Linked DNA regions of Zea mays: region 2 is linked to region 1. Evidence: chromatin contacts called from public Hi-C data. All regions are on one chromosome and are shown on one strand. Each heading gives the region's core, a stretch centred on a gene start, on an enhancer-like site or on the middle of the called end of the contact. The rest is flanking DNA. Distances are from core to core; before and after follow the strand shown. Region 1 holds the start of LOC103626108 (CDPK-related kinase 3). Region 2 holds the start of LOC100191931 (SAUR56-auxin-responsive SAUR family member).

Region 1 (3,810 bases), core at 396-2,895:
TTTCTTCTACTTATGATCATATAACAAAATGATGCAGAATGGACTAAGGGGGTGTTTGTTTGGGATTATAATCCTCCTAGATTATATAATCTAACTTATTTTGAACTAAGTGCTAGTTCAAAATAAGTTGGATTATATAATCTGAGTAGATTATAATCCCAAACAAACAGGCCATAAGGGACTACAGAACTCATGGCAGTGAACAACAATATGATGGAGATGCTGCAGAAGTCCAGCTCCACTGACGAGTTCCCTGAGGTCTCACAAAGAACTCAGTCACTGCCAAGCTACTGATCTAACACTGCATAAGCTACTATTCCATAATAGCTTAAAGAAAGAACAAGAAAGCAAGGAACAGGGGATAGATGGATGAACAGCTGAACACTCAGATCATATAAACAGGCAAAGCATTAAATGCGCCATTGCTGAAACAGGATCTCTACAATGTACTTCTAACCCTGCGGGGAAATGCCAATACCATGGCAAAAAAAAAAAAAAAAAAAAAAAAACTGATCACCGTGCAAGGCAGCCAAGAAACAAATGATGAACTTATGATTGCAACATCTGTGCTAGTGGCAATGCAGAGTTACTGGATTATTGTTGTGAAACTAACAACCAAACCATGGTGTACTAAGCGAGAGTTAAAAAGATCAAGACAGGACGGCAATTCTACACCCCCAAACACACACATAGTTGGTTCATGATCCGCTGGAGAAACCGAGGCCATTGAAACTGGTAAGATCGCGCGTTCAGTAAAAGAGTGGTGTGAGATCACGAGTAGCAAGACCTTGGCTTTGGAGATGACCTTGACAGCCAGGACCTGGCCTCTCATGTCTCCCTTGCGGGCACGCACGAGGCAGGTGTGTCCGAAATGGCCGCGGCCCACCTCCTTCCCTAGCTCGTACTTGGCGGCGAACTGGCGGTCGTAGCCGAAGCTCTTGTCAAGCTCCCGCTGCCCAGCGCCACCCCCGGCGCCTCCCGCCCCGTGCTCCTGGATCGGGACCTCGACGGGCGGCATGGGCACCTGCGACGCGGAGGCCGGCGACCGGTGGCCGAGCCGGCGCGCGAGGGACGCCTTGATGTGCTTGGCCGGGGACGGCGGCGGGAACGGGCGGCGGAAGAATCGGCGCGGCGTGGACACCGAGGTCGCCGGCGACGGCGCGATGCCATCGGGGAGCCCGGGCGCCCAGGGGCTGCCGGCCGCCGACGACCGCGCCGGCGTCGCCCCGGCCCCGGCCCTGCCCCCGCGCGGCGTCCCCGCCGGCGACGGCCGCGCGCTCCGCCTCCCTCCTCCTCGTCCTCCCCCTCCCCCTACCGACGCCGCATCCTCCGGCCCTCCCGCCGCCGAGACCGTGATGGTGGTCGCCCCCACGCCGCCGTCGTCGGCGTCGACGCCGTGCACGTTCCTCGCGTAGCACTGCCCCATGGCCGCCGGCCGGTCCCGGCGATCACCGGAGCTCGCGCACGGGAATGCGGGGTCCGGTAGCCGGGGGGCGCCGAGATTTATAGCTCCGGAAGCGTGCGAGGAGAGGGGAACGGGGGGCGGGGAGTGGCAGTATTAATGCAGTGGACGAGGGGGCGACGAGAAGGAAGGCAGTGGAGGGTGGTGTGACGAAACCAAACGGGAACTGAAGAGGGAAAAAATGAATTGCGGCAGCAGCAGACCCCGCATTGGACGCGTTGAGGGTGACGGACTGCGCCTGCCGCCTGCGCGTGTGGGCTGCGCGGCCGGGGGTGCGGGGGGGCTCGCGTGACGGGAGACAAGGGACGAGGGGGCTCGTCGAACCGTCGAAGTGCATGACGCGTGGAGCCATTTTCAATTGAGTGGAATCGGCCCACATGGCGGTGTCCGAGGGCCTGAACATTTCGTGTGTTCTGTGGTGAGTATTTGGCACGATCCCGTCGAAATTTGAACTTGGCCGTGGACCCGTGGTTGAGATATGGAAATGCTCGCTCCTACGGGCGTTGAAATTTGAAAGAAATAGACTACATTTCCAAGTGTCTGCTAGCTTTAATCCTAATAATAGCACAATATATATGGCGTGGATGTTTGTTTGTTTCGTCTTGTAATAGATGGTGGTATTCCATTGTTTGTCATTTTTATCAAAATGTGTGCTTTAATAACTTACCTTTGCATTTTGATTTAAGAAAGTCACCATCCTTGTATTTTGTCGGATCGATACCGACAAATCGTTATTCTTTTGTGGACATACCGTTACGTGCTAATGCCACGACGAGCAAACTTTTATTTTGTCGGATTGATACCGACAAATCATTATCCTTTTTGTGGATAGACCGTTATGCGCTAACGCCACGACGAGCAAACCTAGATCTGCCACTAGCACGTGGGAATACGCCAACATAGGTGGCATCGATAATGTAGGTAAATTTTATGACACTTTCAGCTAGATTCATCCTTTGGTGGATGACAGTAGCTCCTCTATAGAATCTAATAGTTGTCTTATGAATCATAGAATAACTCAATATTGTTCTATATCATGCTCTAAACTAATTGAAGTTACGCACAAATATACCTCTATGTGTATTATTCGTCCAATGGGTATGTAGTAATAGGCTTTCCAGTTTTACATTAAGGTGATTGATTCGCATCAACTTCATAGCATTACCACGAAAACCAGTTGGATCATAAAAGCAAGAGTGATGGCCATGGAGCAAGAGTGATGGCCATGGAGTTTTTATATATCGTGGACGCGGCACCATCTCTTTCAAACTAAACCTGACAATGTATAGCGGTCTACATCGGTGCATGGACCAATTTTGTCGTTGCCCCTGAAGAGCTACTAGTGAAGTTTATGATGTAAAAATAAAGACGGAAGAAACAACCACAATTCAAATTCGGATCTATGCATGTTGTGTGTTGATCTTTTTTTAGATATATAATAAGAATCAACGACCTTCACCTCAACAGAGGGTCCGCACCTCTTATTACATACAAGAAATCTGACTCACAACCATCATGCAGTATGAGAACTACAACTAGCGCAAAAAATTAAACAGTGATAAGATTTGTGAACCGCCATCTGAAACCGGCAAAGATCTCTATGACCACCGACTCCAGTGTGCGGCACACATCATTCACCATTGCCTTGTCCAGTTCATGTTGTTGCAGTTGTGCCCAGAAAAGCGGCACCAATAAATCCCTCTGTAAAGTACCTGTAAATAGGTTTTGAGTGAACATGATCCAAACACCAATATCGTTTCTACTAAACCATATAACCCAACACATAGCGTCCACCCACGACAAAAGGATTTGTGAAGATAGATGACGATGAACTTGGCATGGCTTTGGTTACCGGTCTAAACTTGATATGCCAACGGGGTAACCTAGGTTGGTTTAATTTTAGCTTTTTTTTACGATTTTCATTTAAGTTTGGATATAGAGTATAAACTAAAAGATATATGTGTTTTGTTGTCTAGATGAGTGTGAGTATGAGTTTTAGAGCTAGGTTGTTTGCTCCAATCCTTTATCTGTGTATAATTTTAGTTTTTTACCATTTAGATGTGGAGGGGGGCGGGCAGACATTTAATTACGTGAAAACTGTTGTTTATATATAGTAGAGATTTCCTATACATTATCGTGCCTTGTCGTTAAAGTACGGTGCATCGTCCTACGCGGAGTACGGTGCCATTTTGTGTCGAACGGCTCTAGTTCCACTCCAAAATACTAGTACTACGACGTATTTCTCTAGGGTATACATGTGCTGTATACCCCATCCCCTGCATATCTCTAAGAACATTGATTCGTCAGTAATACAAATCTGCGAGGCCACAGCGATTAATTAATTTCTA
Region 2 (3,810 bases), core at 360-2,859, 150 kb before region 1:
AGTTCTATGTATTAATTACAAAAAAAACACGCCTTTTGCATTTACGTGATGAGAGAGCTGGAGACATTATTGGAGGAAGCAACTTATGGTTGGCTATTATTGCAGGCTCAGTAACACGCTCAAATCTGGAAGCAGCTAAGGAGCCTCCGCCTCGTCATGAATCATTTGCTGGAGGCTAAAGAATAGCCGATGCTTGCAAGTCAGCGCGCAAATCCCATTCTCTTTGTTTTAACTCCAGAAGTTCTACACCGCCATCAATTATCTGTAAAGTGCGTGTTAAATTTTTTGGATACTACATTAGATGTACCCCCAGGTTGAGATCAAGAATAGGTCTGTGGCAACTTCAGTGTAAGTATAGGTAAATTATATAAGCTGAACTGACTTCAGTGACAAAACAAAGATAAAAAAAAATCTAGGCGAGAAATAAATTTAAGCGGACACACCAACGACATAAACAAAAAAAAACAAAAAAAATGCAAACTATGGGGCTTGAACCCATGACCACATGGTTAGAAACCTTGTGCTCTACCAAGTGGGCTAGATGGGCTTTGTGCTAATGTCTGCAACAAATATTTTAATAACACAACCGAGCTCGGCGCCAAGATCTGTGGCGCCGAGCTCGGTTCCACGTCGACGCCACGCGTCTGGGGTGTGCCAACGCAACACGACCTCGGCGCCATAGCCTATGGCGCCGAGCTGTGTTAGCTCGGCGCCATAGCCTATGGCGCCGAGCAAAGGGTGCAAAACTGCATTTAAAATTTTTTTAGGTCTAAATGTGATTTTACTTCTGTTTAAGGGCTAAAATACAAAAAATTCGGGGGAAAAGGACGACGAGCCAAACCAAAGTGCTAGTTAATCAACCAAAGCAAGCAACCACCTCGCTCGACGCGCGGCCCGCCGTCGATCAGGCGCGGAAGCAGCCAACGAAGCGCGGCAGGTGCAGGTGGTGGTGCTGGTGGTGGTGGTGCGCTCCGCCGCCGCTTGCCAGGGCGCCGTCGAGGTCCACGAGGTGCTGGGCGCAGCTGGTCCCGCGGAGGTCCTGGCCGATGAGGTGCTCCACCTGGACGAAGCGGTCGACGCGGCAGGGGATGGCGAGGGCGCCCTGGTGCCGGAAGCCGTACTCGCGCTCGGCCTCCTCCAGCAGCGCGCCGAAGAGCGGGTGCTTGAGGTGGCCCAGCGGGACCGCGAACCGGCGCTGCTCCTCGCCCTCCAGGCCCACGCGCACCGTCACGCACCCCTTGGGCGCCACCGCCGCCAGCTGCTGCTGCTGCTGATGATGATGATGCCTGCCGGGCATGATGGTCACCAGGAAGGAGCTCGGTGTTCTTTTTGCTTGCTTGTGGTGGTTGCTCGATCAGGAAGGAGGACGAAGAAGCCGGCCGGCCGGGGGCTGATGGTGGTTACAGGCAGGAAGAGAAGGGCCAGGGGTCGGAGCTGGAGATGGCGAGGCGGAAGACGGTGAGGGAGGAATCGCGGAGGGAGGTGGGCACGTTGGACATGGCCTACTCCTCCACTTTGTCTCTTCTCAACGACGACGACGGCGGTGATTCGGGTCGGGTCTGCCTCTGCCTCCCTTGTGGATTCTGTTTGTTTGCGGTGCCGAGCGAGGGAGGTTGGGAGGCGAGGGCCACGCCTTTTATAGCCCCCGCGCACGCCGCCAAGTGGGCCCGCGAGGTCCCGTGCGCCGTGTGTGTCTCATCGAGCCGAGCCAGGGCCAGGGAGCTGGGGCGCCGTGGAGACAGTGCGCGTCGCGGCCCGCGCCGCGCTGTATCTCAAAACCATAATTTTGCAATACCATAGTTTTAGAATGCTATGACATGACTACATTATTTTTTCTACAGCAGTTTAACTCAGGACATGTTTGAAGACAAAGTGTTTCTTACATCAGTTTCCATTCAAAACAGAGGTAGAAGAAAATGCTAAGTACTCTGCATATTTCAGAGCACCTGCTAACGGCGTCGCATATTTCAGAATGCTGAAACATGGAAAATCTACAGAATAAAAAAAACCTCCTCGGAGCAATCCACTGTTGCATAACAGCACAGTCAAGAATTAGATTATAGCTTTGATGCACATATATCTAAAGCAGCAAAATATTACGACTGCGTACGTAAAATAAAATTCCAGATGCCATGGTTTGTTTGTCTAGCTATGCAACTACGGCACAACATTTATCAAAAGTTCTCCAAAAATGACATATCAGAAGTCCACCCGTATCCTGCTTTCCTAAATCTGAAAGAAAACCCAACTTGAGCACTTTCATCAAACAAGGTTTAAAAAGTTAAAAAATAAATAAATAGGCAAGATTATTTGCCTTTATGGCCTCGTTGAATCATGATATGGTTTTCCCAAGTGTTGACTATGACCATTGAATTCAGGTTATGGTTTTACAAGTATTGACTATGACGACGGAAGAAGAGAACTGCAATACTCTTCTCTGCTCTCTCTCTCTCCTTGTTAAATGTGGATTGTTTATATATCTTCTAACCATAGACTGCACGATAGGTTAGTAGTGAATGCAACAAGAGAGATGTGGAGAATTTTCTTTCTATGGAAAGAGAAGAGATGAAGGAATGGAGATTGTGAAGGAGTGCTCAGCTAGTAATTCTTCTCATAAACGTACACATATCCACACTTTTATTCCTATAGGAAAGAAGCATGTCGAAGAACTTCTCCAAGGCCATAAACTATAACCTAAGTAGGAACTTTCGCATGGAAATGAAAGTTTTTTCAAGCTCATAGGGTCCTTCATGACAAGATTCTTCTTGCAAATAGTAGAGAAGTTTCAGTTGAAGAAGAATTGACTATTTTTTCTATTTTGCCTTTCAATAAAATGCAAGTAATCGCTCAGTTCAAGAACGATTTTAGCATAGTGGTAAGATTGTTAGTCTATACTTCAATGTTGTTCTTGAGGCCATCATTTCATCGTCACCAAGGTTGATACAATTTCCCTCAATAAACACTCCAATCTAAATTTCTAGCAATTCCAAGTTCATGCCATATTTTAAGGTAAGTTAGAAATGATTATGCTATTTTATTTGCTTGTGTATTGTTGTTAGTAACCTCTTATTTTTAGGATTGTATTAGAGCAATCAATGGAACTCATGTACGGATGTACCTAACACCATTCCTCCTAGTTTTCAAGATTCGTACCATAATAGAAAGGATAATATATCATAGAATGTAATGGTTGCATGTGATTTGAAGTGATAATTTGTGCATGTTAGTGCTGGATGGGAAGAATCAACTTCGGACACTCGAGTGTTGCAAGATGCATTAGCTCATGGTTTCTATGTCCCTTTTGGGATTTTTTCTAGTGCATGTAGGATATGCTATTACTCCAAATCCCATAGCTCCATACCATAATGTTCGGTATCATTTGCAAGAGCAAGACAGAAGTAACTGGAGGACAAGCAATGCAAAAAAATCAACTTAAGACATGCACAACTACGCAACCAAGTTGAGCGCACTATTAGTGTTCTAAAAATTTGTTTTCTACTAAAATGTGCATCTTACTATCATATTGATGCACTGAGAGATATTGTGCTTGATTTTTATGTTCTCCACAACTTCAAAAAGAAGAATGATGGTTGTAATCAACATCTAAGTTAGGATAGGATTGAAGTAAATATTATTGAGATAGTGGATGTGATATCCTAGCCCTAATGGATGGTGATATCTTGGTCCAAGGCTTAATAAAATTAATAGAGTACTCATACCAACAAGGTGCATCTACTCAAAAGAACCTCCAAGTTAAGCGTGCTTGGCTTGTAGCAATTTGGGATGAATGACTGACCGGAAAGTTCGGGT

The links. Hi-C and Micro-C count contacts between places; a contact is called where the count stands out from the background.
Region 2: a Hi-C map of leaf shows a contact between it and region 1, with 6 times the contacts expected there. The contact joins the promoter of LOC100191931 here to the promoter of LOC103626108 in region 1. A contact is called at or near these places in 5 of 25 Hi-C or Micro-C datasets (ear, endosperm, leaf and 2 more).

The regions. Positions count from the first base shown.
Region 1 is chr5:23,752,160-23,755,969 of Zm-B73-REFERENCE-NAM-5.0, reverse strand. LOC103626108 (CDPK-related kinase 3) reads right to left here and starts at 1,645. Exons shown (of 11, transcript XM_008646484.3): 1 at 788-1,645. The coding sequence starts at 1,426.
Region 2 is chr5:23,897,848-23,901,657 of Zm-B73-REFERENCE-NAM-5.0, reverse strand. It overlaps LOC100191931 (SAUR56-auxin-responsive SAUR family member), which reads right to left and starts at 1,609. Exons shown (of 2, transcript NM_001352152.1): 1 at 878-1,609; 2 at 1-262. The coding sequence starts at 1,297. The coding sequence ends at 905. LOC111589304 (a long non-coding RNA gene) reads left to right here. Exons shown (of 2, transcript XR_002748318.2): 2 at 106-338.